3 separate regions of the Mus musculus genome follow, and all the other regions are linked to region 2. The links are chromatin contacts, called in public promoter capture Hi-C maps. All regions are on one chromosome and are shown on one strand. Each heading gives the region's core, a stretch centred on a gene start, on an enhancer-like site or on the middle of the called end of the contact. The rest is flanking DNA. Distances are from core to core; before and after follow the strand shown.

Region 1 (3,851 bases), core at 1,084-3,583, 2.1 Mb after region 2:
AAGTCAGATTTTTTCCCCTCCCTCGGCGTGTACTATGAGTCCTCTTGTGCAAGCACTGGTGTGAGCTTGGAGAGAGGCACGTGAATAACTATGGAGAATGGGTATGAGGCATAGGCTTGCTTCTGTCTGAGACCATAGTCCTAGGGTTGCTCCAACTTTCCCATGATGGATATCTTCAAGAAGTTATACCAGCTATTTGACCCACATGAGAGGAGTGCTGATACCACAGCCTTGAAATAATGTAGACTTCTTACCTACCCTTGCTCACTCAAACGCCGTGATACTCGTGAGGGAGGGAATATAAATATAGTCCTAATATATGAAATTCTCAAAAACATAAAAATGTTAAATGTTTTAAATGCAATAGTATCCTTAGATATATACTATATTACCTCTGGAAACTAAAAATGCCTTCCAAGAGTTGCTCTTCCTTATTTGTGGTAGGGACTCCAATAGACCTCTTTATTTTAAAAGGATGGTCAAGAACCAGTGAAATAGCTCTGTTTCACTGTTAAAAGTCCTGGCTGCCAAGCTTGATGACCTGAGTTCAATCCTCAAGACCCACATCTGCATCTTCTTGGTCTGTAACAGGAGCATTAGTCTCTCATTTTCCACATTTATAGGATGAACCTTGGGGGTATCGCCTGACCTTCTCCATTACAGCATTCCATTCCCCCACAAGTCAGCAATGCCATGTGAGAGATTCTCCGTGCATTAATGATAGATAGATAGATATTCAATGACATGAGAAATAATCATGGTGTGTTTTTAGGGATCTAGTAAACCCCCACTGAGCTTGAATTTATCCAAATATGTATTTGTTTTCTAGGTCCCACAAAGCTCCAGTCTAACAGAAGGCCACATGTTACTTGGTCTCTGGGGATCAACTCAAACCACATGTTCCTTAAACTGTCAAGGTATTTCCTGCCCTCAGGGTCAGGGCTTACACATTAAAACAATTCCCTTGTTGCCATCTCAAGCTGAGACCAAAAAAAAATGGAGCCTATGGGTCTCATTTGGCTAGTCATTGAATGTAAGCATCCCTGAAAGGGCTGTCTGAGTACACTAACCCAGGATCCTGGAAGCCATGATCATTAGTTCTTTGTTCCTGAAGTGGTATCTGGATGTTGTTACTGTGTCAAGCACTGTAATGTCCCTGGAGAAAATGTCTAGAAGGGAGAAAGAAGCAAGACTGGGCAGAGGGAGAAGGTGGATTATGGTGGTGGTATCACAGAGATGCCAGCCAGTCCTACATGGATCTTTGGCACCAGCATGGCCTCTCAGAATTGTCCTGAACTATCAAATCCTGAGTCTTCTTTCTACCAGCATTAGATGCAGGCTGCTCTTGGTGAAGAAATGTGATATAGGAGGAGAATGGGCTGGGGTTGATGGTACCTTCCCAATATCCCAGCTCTCAGGCTGAGGTGGAAGCATTGCGAGTTTGAGGTTGATCTTGGCTACCTAGTGATGACCTGTCTTTCAGAAAACAAAAGCTGGGGATGTCACTCAGTGTCAGAGTGTTTGCCTAGCATGTGAGAGGCCCTAGGTTCCATTCTCAGTACTAGAAACAAAATAAAACAAAACAAAAACAAACAAACAACAAAAAAAGCAAGCTAACGAAATGGGAAAAGAGAAAAGAAATGAAGTGGGAGAGGGAGATAGGGAGGAAAAGGGAAGAGAAGAGGCGAAAGAGAGGGTAGGAAAAGAAGGAAAGAAGAAGCAGGAAGGAGAGGAAGGAAAGGAAAGGAAAGGAAAGGAAAGGAAAGGAAAGGAAAGGAAAGGAAAGGAAAGGAAAGGAAAGGAAAGGAAAGGAAAGGAAAGGAAAGGAAGGAAAAGAAGAAAAGAGAGGGAAGAAAGGAAGAGTCGCTGTAAGCTGCGAATGATGAACCCCTCCAGCAGTTGGGAGATGCACACCTCATACTGAAAAGAACGTCTGGGTGATATGCGGGGTCACCACCAGGAGCATTCAGCTCATAGATGGTAATTCAAAGCATGGATATGAATGTGATTACTAAGAAGAAAATGCAGACAGTAGGGAAAAGAGGAAGTAGGGTGCCAGGGGGTGCATGCTTGTAGTCTCAGTTAGTTGAGAGCCTGCGACTCTCATGTGAGCCTAAGAGTTTGAGGCCAGACTGAGGGCCAAAAAAGGTCCCACTTCAGAAGAGAAGTGGTGCCTAGAGTTTAGAAGAGTTTAGAAGAGAAGTGGTGCCTAGAGTTTAGTAAGCGGCTGTTTGTAGCATTGCAGATCTATTTCCACCCCAAACCATCAGGGCACCAACCCGGTTCTCATCTCGTCTCATACACAGGAAGAGACAAGGTGGGGCTCTGCCAAGCTGACAACCACCGCTTGGCACAGTTGTTGTGGCTCCTCGCTGTCTTTTTCTTCCATTGACAGTCACGTGTGTCAGCCTTCAAACTGGTAAACAGGGGATGGGGCAAAAGGTCAAAGGGGGTCAGATCTCGATCTGAGCGCACTGGTGTGCGTGATCAGCTGTGTTTCCTCATTATAATCAGGAAATCCTGTCTCCCTTCAGTGGAGGCACATCTGGAGAGTCAGCAAGGGTGGGGAAGGGCAGGGGGGGAGGGAGGAAAAGGGGAAGAGGGTGGGGTCAGGTAGCAAGGAAGGGAGAGGCTCATCTCTCCTTTCTGGGCTCAAAATAAGCCTTCATTTCTTTAGTTCTTATACATGTACCTCTGCTCTCTGCTACACTTCTTTCCCCATTAGCCTCTGCTGTCTTTATAATTTCATTACTAGCTAAAGGGAATTTCACTGCATTTAAAGAGGAGGTAAGTGTACATGCTGAGCTGTAGGAGGCTGTCTCAAAAAAAAACGTTAAAAACTTAAAGTAATACTTTAAAGTATGAATACGTTTGTGTGCATGTCTGTATAATGTACATGTGCATTCAGATATGGTGGTGCACTGTTACAATCTCAGCAATTGAGAGGCCGAAGGAGGGAGATCATGAGTTGCAGACCAGCTTAGGCAACATGGGAAGAACCTGTCTCAAAGAAAGGGATGTGACTCAGTTGATATTCTACTTGCCTGACCTGTTTTATGCCTTGAGTCCAGTTCCGAATAGTTTATAAACCAGCAAGGTAAAAGCAGGGAGATCAGAAGTTCAAGGCTATCCTCAACTACATAGGCTATTTGGGGTTAGCCTGAAATACAAGAAACTGGCTTAAGAGAAACAGACATACAGTAACAACTACCCTAACTTTTAAATGGCCAACTTTTGCAAAGAGTTTATTGCATGTCGTTTATAATGTGAGCTCTGGTGTTGAAAATAAAGATTGAGTTGTTAATTTTAGATTTATTTATTTATTTATTTATTATATGTAACTACACTGTAGTTATCTTCAGACACACACTAGAAAAGTGCATCAAATCCCATTATAGATGCTTGTGAGCCACCATGTGGTTGCTGGGATTTGAACTCAGGACCACTGGAAGAACAGTCAGTTCTCTTAACTACTGAGCCATCTCTCTAGCCCCGAGTTGTTAATTTTAAATTGTAGCAGTAATTGGGTTTTTATTGCCTCTACCTCCAGAGTGCTAAGAATTAGGTGTTTGACAACCAAGCCTAGCTTATGTGGAGGTAAGAATTGAATTCAGAATTTTGTAGATACCAGGTGTGATGGTTTGTATATTCTTGGACCAGGGAGTGGCACCATTTGGAGGTGTGGCCTTGTTCGAATAGGTGTGTCCTGGTTGGAATAGGTGTGTCACTGTGGGTGTGGGCTTAAGACCCTCACCCTAGTTGCCTGGAAAGTCAGTCTTCTACTAGCAGCCTTTGGATGAAGATGTAAAACTCTCAGCTCTGCCTGCGACATGCCTGCCTGGATACTGCCA
Region 2 (3,760 bases), core at 1,185-3,684:
ACATCAAATCTAATATATAAATATAAACCCTACCAGACAAAATTTTCATCAGTCTAAGCCTATTTTTAGCCTTCTCAGTAGTATCAAGTTCTTTTAGGACACCTACTAAATAAAATTTAATACTTCTCTTCCACTTAAATACAATCTCACATTTTTAGTTCTACCACTGATGTTAGCTCCTGACAGACTTCTCACATTTCATGGCCAATTCCATTGTTTCTTAAACCTGAAAAACCCATTTCTTCTTGTTTTCATGTCAAAATTCAATGAATCAGAGGCCTAGTTCAAAAGGGATAGCTTTTACAAATGATTCCTTGGGTTTATACCTTTTAATACTTGTAAAGTTTTTGAACCATAAACACTAGATATGTTTATCTAATATGCTTTATAATTTTTTTTAAATTATACTAGAATCCTTCTCTTACTTAATAATCTACGGTTCTCAAGTCTCAGTATCTAAGCACTGGAGAAGCTCTGATATCTGTCAAGCCAATTGTGACCTTTTGGGAAAACTCTTGGGACACAAATGATTTTGCTTTTAAAAAGGACAGTTTATTATTACTTGTCACTTTTGTCCTAAGATTGGATAAGAAATCTCTGAAAACTTTAACAATAAAGAAAAAGACATACCTTTATTGCTGCTTTTTCATTAGGGAAAGTAGCAAATGCTGTGTGTTTCTGAAATAAAATTAAGGCACATATTATTTCCAGTGTTTCAAAAGTCTAATAAAAAGTAACATTTTAAAAACATGCAATATATTAATGAAAGTATCGGAAAGGATGGAAATTTTAGACTATTTAACTGATCACTAGTTTCAGTCTAGAGGTTCCGAATCTTCTAGGGTCAGACTTCTTGGACTTGCACGCTCTTCAGCTTTGCCTCTCAACATAAATGAATAAGGACAAACACAATATATTTTATAATAGCAAAGAGTTCAACAGACCACAATTTTTAAAAAAACTCTCTACTCCTGGGGACCAGAGAGATGGGACAGTGGTAAAAGTCAGTAGGGCTCTTACCAAGGGCATCATTGGGAAGATGTCCCAATGTCCATGTTCAGCAACTTCATAACCACCTGTACTCCTACAAACCCCCAAAATATACACAAATGTACAACATAATTAAAAGTATAATAAATCTTAAAGCATCTCCTCTTTCCAAAAAAGATCACTCTTAAAACATTTAGGGCTGGTGAGATGGCTCAGCGGGTGAGAGAACTGACTGCTCTTCCAGAGGTCCTGAGTTCAAATCCCAGCAACCACAAGTTGGCTCACAACCACCCATAATGAGATCTGAAGATAGCCACACTGTACTTACATATAATAAATAAATAAAACCTTAAAAAAAAAAAAAACCCTCAGCATAGCCTTTCTAGACTGTGAGTTTCATGTCCACACAAAAGTGATGCATGGAGAAGCTTGATTCATTATTAAAATGAAAAATTTATACATATGGAATACCCTTTTTCATCTCACTCAAAAGTCTTTTCAGTCTATACAAGATAAAATTTAAAATCATTTACTAACAGTGAAATCACCCCTCAAGGTGCATTGTCTCTTTTTGCTTTGTTTCTATAATTTCAGTAATAAGTCTAATTTTCTCATTTGAATTCTATTTTGAATACCATCCTGAAAAAGGTGAACAAATTATATTACTGGTAAGTTTGAGTTGTTTATTAGAACTCTGAATTTGTCCAATCTGATTCAAGGAGAGCCTACTGTATTTAGATTGAATTAAGGGATATTTGTATTTGCATTTTGTTAATCTATTAAGTCTATTACACTCAAATTTTTGCTATTATGTATATCCTGCTCTACAACCCAGGATTTAAAAGCAATTTTTTAAAATAAAAATACAAAACCAAAAACCTTGCATACGACTATGAGAATCTAACAGAAACAGTATTTTCAAGTCTAGGCTAGTTTTGAATTCGACCGGGCGGGTGCGCTCGCCGGTAGAAACCTCTACACAGTCCCTGCGTGGCTCAGCCTTAATCTAACTGGCTCAAGGTTCAATTCCATGCTCGCCTCTCTGGTAGGCAAGCTGCGCAGGCGCAGACCGCGAGCCTAGTCCTGTTTCTCCCGGTCCTAGCGGCCCGGCTCCGCCCCGCCCCGCCCCGCCCCGCCCCGCCCGCTGCGCACGCTTACCAGGCGCCCCTTATCTGACAGGACGCGCACCGACTGCGCCCCGAAGTACTTCAGTAAGTCCTCCTTCTCCTCAGCCGTCAGCTCGGCCGGCAGGTGCCTGACGAGGAGGGTGCGGTCTCCCCGGGGCGGAGAAAGCGAAGCGGAGCCTGGGCCGCCTCGGGACAGCGGCATCGGCGGCTCAGGCCCCGCCATCTAGCTTCCCTGCAGAAGCGGCCAGAGACGGAACCTCCGCGCAAGCTTCCGGCCGAACTCCCGCAGTCACCGAGGCTGAGCGGAAGATAGTTTCCGCTTCGCGCTAAGGATTCTGGACGCAGGGAAATCCCGCGAGAGGAGAACTCCTCGCGAGAATGGCCTCCGGGAGAGTCGCTCTTCTCTTTTCGGGACTGTTGCGGGGGAGAGCGCCTAGGAGTCGTGCTTTAAGTTTAATGAGAGGTTGTAATAAAATAAAGACTGAAAGAGACGCCACTGTTAGAAGGACAGCAATCTCATCGAAGAACGTCAGTCATGCAAAAGAAAAATACTGTAATCCCAGGGATCAAGTACTGAAGGAACCGTGCAAGGGCTGTTGCTCCCTGGGCTCTTAATCCAGATTTTTCAGAAAGTGAATCTGGCTGGTGAATGGAGAACGCTCGGGAAATGTCAAGTGTGTTCCTAGCATTTAGGACTGGTGAAACACAAGTCTCCAGCCTCAGATTCAACAGTGCAGGCGAGAGAGCACGCCGTTATCAGTCGGCAAATACAGGCTGAAAGTTCTCGCCACGGTTTGTTTATTAAACAAAATTGGCTTCTTCCATGAGTAAATACCTAAAAATGTGTTAGCGTACGTATTCATGGATGTAAGTTCTCTTCTCACCACCTCACGACTGAGAGTACTGACGTAGATTAAGACTCATTGCTAACCAATAGGTGAGATCTGAGCCCTTGCACCCAAGTTGGAGTCTACACTGTTGTGACTAAGATTCGGCCCTGGTGGTCTAAAGTAATATCCCTTACAGATTAATCAAGATGTGTATGCTCACTCCGTAGTCCTAGGGTGTCTTTTACTTCTAATTTGCTTGATGGATATGAGCCAGTTAGTACACAGTACTTCAAAGATCCGCTTTGAGGAAGCATTGCATGGGGAGATAAATTACCAAAATATTGAGTGACTAGAGACAGATCTTGTGAACCTTAGAGGTTTGTTAGGAACCTTGCTCATGGGAACAGAAGCCGACAGACTTAAGAGTGTGTGGAAGGAATAGTTAAATTTTACGTTTAAAAATCTCTTTGATTTCACTATGAGTAATATAGCAGAAACCGGGCATGGTGGCACACACCTTTCATTCTAAGTTCCCAAGAGGCAGAGACAGATGCATCTCAAGTGATTTTGAGGCCAGCGTGGGTGACACTGAGTTCCAGGACAACCAGAGCTATGTAAAGACACAAAGGAAAGGAAGAAAGAAAAGAAAAAGTGGGGAGCACTCAGAGGAAATCTAGTTCCGTTTCACATCAAATTATTAGTTCACAAGTGTGAGGCTATAAAACAATATGCCTCCCCTCCACACACCAGTACAGTATTTATGGGAGCAAATATCTATCATAAGCTCTTAAGAAAGTGCATCAGTTTTTGTGC
Region 3 (4,209 bases), core at 562-3,061, 2.1 Mb after region 2:
TTTTAACTCAAATGGTCATTTCTATTAACAAAACAAAAATAAACAAACAAAAGAGAAATGAAGTTAGAAAGAGAGGTAGAAAAAACAATTTACCCAGACTCTGAGGAGACAAAACCTTCCCTTGGGTCACTAAATCCACCAAGATGGAAATGAGAGCCACCCATTCTAGTTTTCGAGCCCACGCCATTTCCACTGGCATTGCCACGTTCAGTGTCCAGCCCTGAGATTCCTTCAAGCGAAAATCGACTGCTTGCTCACAGAAGGCACCAACTGCCCATTCTGGGTGCAGGGCAGACATGCATACCCCAACACACACACACACACACACACACACACACACCTCGAAGAGACCAGCCCACCTTCTCATTACCATGCCAAAAAAAAAGTAGCTTTGTAGGAGGTCATTTGACAAGTAAGCCGTTTTCTGGGCTCTATTAATAACTCCCTAGGAGCAGGTGTGCTGAGGGTCCGATGGTCAGAGGGTAAAGCGAGGTGTGGTGTGGGCCGCCAGGCCTTGAAGTAAACAGGAAAGCTTGGCGCCTCCGTGAAGCAACTGCCTATTCTTCTTTTTAAAACTTCTGTCTTTACTCCTCCGCCTCACCCAACCGCCCCACAAGTTCATTTATTACGTTTAAAGGTATTCACGGAGAACCCCTCCTAAGAGATTGCAGCAAATCCTAGACGTTTCTCCATGAACTGATTGCTTAAGAAAGTTTTAACTTTAGCCAACGCTTACTTGCACACACACACACACGAAAGTCACCCTGCTAGCGATAACGAAGCACGCCACTTTGTTTTAACTTCAGGTACATTAATTTCCAGAAACACATACTGCTAAGTTTGCATGGGCACTTTTAACTTCCTCCGCTCCCCACACCCCCAACATTGCCTCCTCTCAACAGAACTAGCAATCCCTAAAGGGCACACAGCACTACTTAAGTTGGACACACAGCACTAAATAAGTACTCTAAAGTCTGCACAGTAATTGATCAACTCTATAACAAATGAGGGGGGAGGGGACCCTAGAGACATTGTAGTCATTTCTGTGACAAAAGCTTACGAAACTCAACATTTCTCCACTCTTATCGCTACAGTCCATTCTCAGGCAATGGAAATTATTGGCGTGGTGCCTGATAATTTTGTCTACAGGATTTCAAAAAAAAAAAAATAATAATAATAAGCGTCTTCCCTTTTCTCCGTTCTAATGAATCACAGCTTCTCTAGCATGCCCTCCCCCAGTCGTTTCTATAATTTGGAAATTAATCTTTTTTTTTTTCTAACTTCATAAACTCCGTGCCCCAAGAAGAAGTCAGTCAAGAAGGACTCCATAGCATCTTGGTGATGCCCGGGTTCGTTTTGCTTTGTTTTTTCTCAAAGTTTTTGTTTGTTTCGTTTGTGTTTAAAGGTTCGTTCTTGACACCTGGACGCCCCATAGCCGGAGCCTGCGAGGCTCACAACCCCCTACCTCGCTCAAGCCGGACGAAGCTGCGTCCGCAGGACTCTGGGTCTACACCGCGCGATCCGCATCTTGCTGCTGTCGGCGACTGACGGCGACCAGCTCACTCGCAAAGTTCCCTGAGCTGGGGTCCCCTCCCTCCTCAGCGGTGCACTCCAATGGCCAGCCCTGCCTGCGCTGCCCGCACCACTTTTGCAAGACGAAGTCTCTGAGCGCCCCGCCGAGGCTGGGTGGCTCCTCTAGGAAGGGACTGGGAGGGGTTAATGCTTTTAACTCCTCCGCCCTCTGCCAGCGGCAGGGGGCCCCTCAGGGTCTGGGCTGCTAAGAAGCAGCCTCCCAGAAAGATCTGGGGCAGAGTGACTAAAATAAAACCAAATGAATAGGAGCCCCTCCGCCCCAACCAGCAGAGAGAAGGGAAGAGAAGGGGCGGAGCCTGGCAGCTCCTAAATTCTAATTCACACAGCTTCCCGCAGTCCCCAGCGCGGGACGGACTCTGAAACTAGGCATGGGGATCCCTGGGAAAACTTTTCTTCGTTAAAAATCTTAGAGGACAGAGGACAAGCCTGCACTTGGTAGAGGAGCTTTCTGGTCCCAGACCCCACAGCCCTGAGGATCCGTGTAGCCCGAGTGGTCCGGTGCCCTGGGGGCCACTTCCACGCGGTCAGGGGAAACCCGAGCCACTGCCCGGAGAGCCGCAGCCACGCCGCAGAGAGGGGATCCTGAGAAGGTCGGAGGAGAGCAGCCCCGAAGTACTGAAAAGCTTCTGTCCTCCACCTCCTCTTCCTCCACCCCCTCCACTCCGATCCTGGTGAAGCCTTGAAACTTGCGGTCTGGTGGGCAGAAAGTGGCTTTCCCCGGGTGCACGGTGAAGTGGGCCAGTGCTGTGCTTGATGTTGGACCGGGGGTTCCCCTCTCTCAGCTGACCGCAAAGCCAGGCGGTGTGCCCCAGATTCTGGGAAGCTCAGAGGCCTTTGAGGAGGTGGGCTGCTGCCCTGGCCTCAGAGATTTAAACAATCCAGCAGCAGTTCAGGAATGTCCACAGGGGAAAGAGGTTGCCTGTCCTTTCACTGGCCAGTGCCTACAGCCCCCTGCCTAAAGCTGGACCCCTCTTCTCTCCCTGTCTACGTAGAGATAACTAAGAGATCCCCAAATCTAAGGAATTGCACCTTGTCCACATTTTTCTACTGTTAGATAATGCTAGATTGAGGCTGAAGAGGCCTTGGTCAGATTTGTCTGAGTAGCAGATGGAGGCCTTTATGCCTTGTCTGTCTGTCCTTCTGTTAAAAAGTGGTTCCACCCAAGTCCCCTGTTCTCACTGCCTTCCCACCCTGAGCAGATGTGATCACAAAACTTCCTCTGCTGTGCAGTTTCAATTAACAGACACACCCTGTACCTGAATGACTCAAGAGAGACAGAAGAAACAAACAACAGACCCCTACCTTCTGGGATTTTATGAGCTTGCAAAAAAAAAAAAAAAGTAGCTGTTAATTCATATTTGCCTAGAAGCACTCATTGACAGTTTCCTACCTTACCTACCCACAAACTACAGATCTTGCAAAACAATATGGAAACCAAGATAACAGCCGTCCAGTCTCCTCCAGAAAAGACAGAGTTTGAGACTGGTTTCATTTGAAAGAGGAGATAACTTCTGTCTATCGCAGTGCTGCAGAGGCAAGGAGTTAGCTTCCCCTTCTCCCACTAACAATTTATGAGGTCTTTAAAGGGGAACTGTGCACTTTGTTGTCCCAAGATGTGATGGCCACTGTCCCATGAAGCAATGGAGTAGCATGGGCCGTTCTACCCATGAGCAATCCCTCAGCCCTGAGAGACCTGTAGATTGTCCAGGTAGTATGTGGCAGAGATGGGTCACCAAATTTAAGTTGTCTTGCCTGTCTGCTCAAATGCTGTCAATCAGCTTAGAACTTCACATTCCTTTCCTGAACAGAGGAGACTTCTGCACTTGGACTCCTTACATTTGTACTTCTGATTGTACTTGTCTTTACATGTGCATAAAACTATTACTAATGTATACAGTGTGTTCTTTTGTGGGAGGAGAGTGAAGCTCTCAAGCTTGGGTTATTCCACTTAGCTATGCATCCATATCATTGATATACACAAATAGCCAGGCACAATGGTGCATGTCTGTAATCTAGGAATTTGTAGAGGCAGGAAGATCAGAAGTTCAAGGTTATCCTCAGCTATATAGTGAATTGGAGACCACCTTGAGATACTTGAGACTGTATATCTCTCTCACACACACACAGCAAAGGCTTGGGTATATTGCAGAGGTAGACTGTTTTCTTAGTAAGTGCAATACCTTGGATTCAGTTCCCAATACTGTGAAAAGAAAAAGATAGGCTACGCATAGTGACAAATGCCTTTAATTCCAACATTCCAGAGGCAAGTGTGGGGTAGATTTCTGTAAGTCTGAAGCCAGACTTGTCTATATAGTTAGATCCAGGCTAGCCAGGGCTATATAGTGAGACCTTGTCTCAAACAAAAAGAAAGAAGGGAAAAAAAATACTGAAAAATACTGACACTGTATAGTCAGGTTTCTTTGAAGGAACAGAACTAATGGTGGTCTGGCTGGCTAGTCCAACAATGGCTATGTCCTGACAGAAAAGCCAAGCATCCAGTAGCCAATCGGTTCATCAACCCCAGTCTGGTTCTGGAGTCCTAGAGAACTGCTGCTCATCAGCCTCCATCGAAGTCTTGAAGAGGTAGGTCCTAGGAGTGGGGAAGGGATGCCTCCG

Evidence for each region. Promoter capture Hi-C pulls out the DNA fragments that hold promoters and counts their contacts.
Region 1: a contact with region 2 is called in a promoter capture Hi-C map of pre-B cells, with 4 times the contacts expected there. The contact joins the enhancer-like site here to the promoter of Rnpc3 in region 2. A contact is called at or near these places in 7 of 39 promoter capture datasets (the 3T3-L1 cell line, the C10 cell line, cranial neural crest and 4 more), 2 of 115 datasets of contacts at active chromatin or transcription factors (embryonic stem cells and stem cell-derived neural progenitor cells) and 1 of 9 other capture datasets (embryonic stem cells).
Region 3: a promoter capture Hi-C map of hippocampal neurons shows a contact between it and region 2, with 7 times the contacts expected there. The contact joins the promoter of S1pr1 here to the promoter of Rnpc3 in region 2. A contact is called at or near these places in 11 of 39 promoter capture datasets (the 3T3-L1 cell line, the C10 cell line, the HPC-7 cell line and 9 more), 1 of 484 Hi-C or Micro-C datasets (uterus), 6 of 115 datasets of contacts at active chromatin or transcription factors (astrocytes, bone marrow-derived dendritic cells, embryonic forebrain and 3 more) and 1 of 9 other capture datasets (embryonic stem cells).

What each region holds. Positions count from the first base shown.
Region 1 is chr3:115,680,483-115,684,333 of GRCm38.p6, forward strand. No RefSeq gene overlaps it. Among named protein-coding and RNA genes, the nearest start is that of S1pr1, 33 kb to the right of the region's middle. Within about 2 kb of position 2,334, at least 115 of the 459 cell types and tissues checked have an H3K27ac peak or open chromatin away from gene starts, as enhancers often do. A contact at or near this core is called in pre-B cells, where this site is marked.
Region 2 is chr3:113,627,715-113,631,474 of GRCm38.p6, forward strand. Rnpc3 (RNA-binding region (RNP1, RRM) containing 3) reads right to left here and starts at 2,435. Exons shown (of 15, transcript NM_001038696.1): 1 at 2,149-2,435; 2 at 631-678. The coding sequence starts at 2,340.
Region 3 is chr3:115,713,244-115,717,452 of GRCm38.p6, forward strand. S1pr1 (sphingosine-1-phosphate receptor 1) reads right to left here and starts at 1,812. Exons shown (of 2, transcript NM_007901.5): 1 at 1,466-1,812.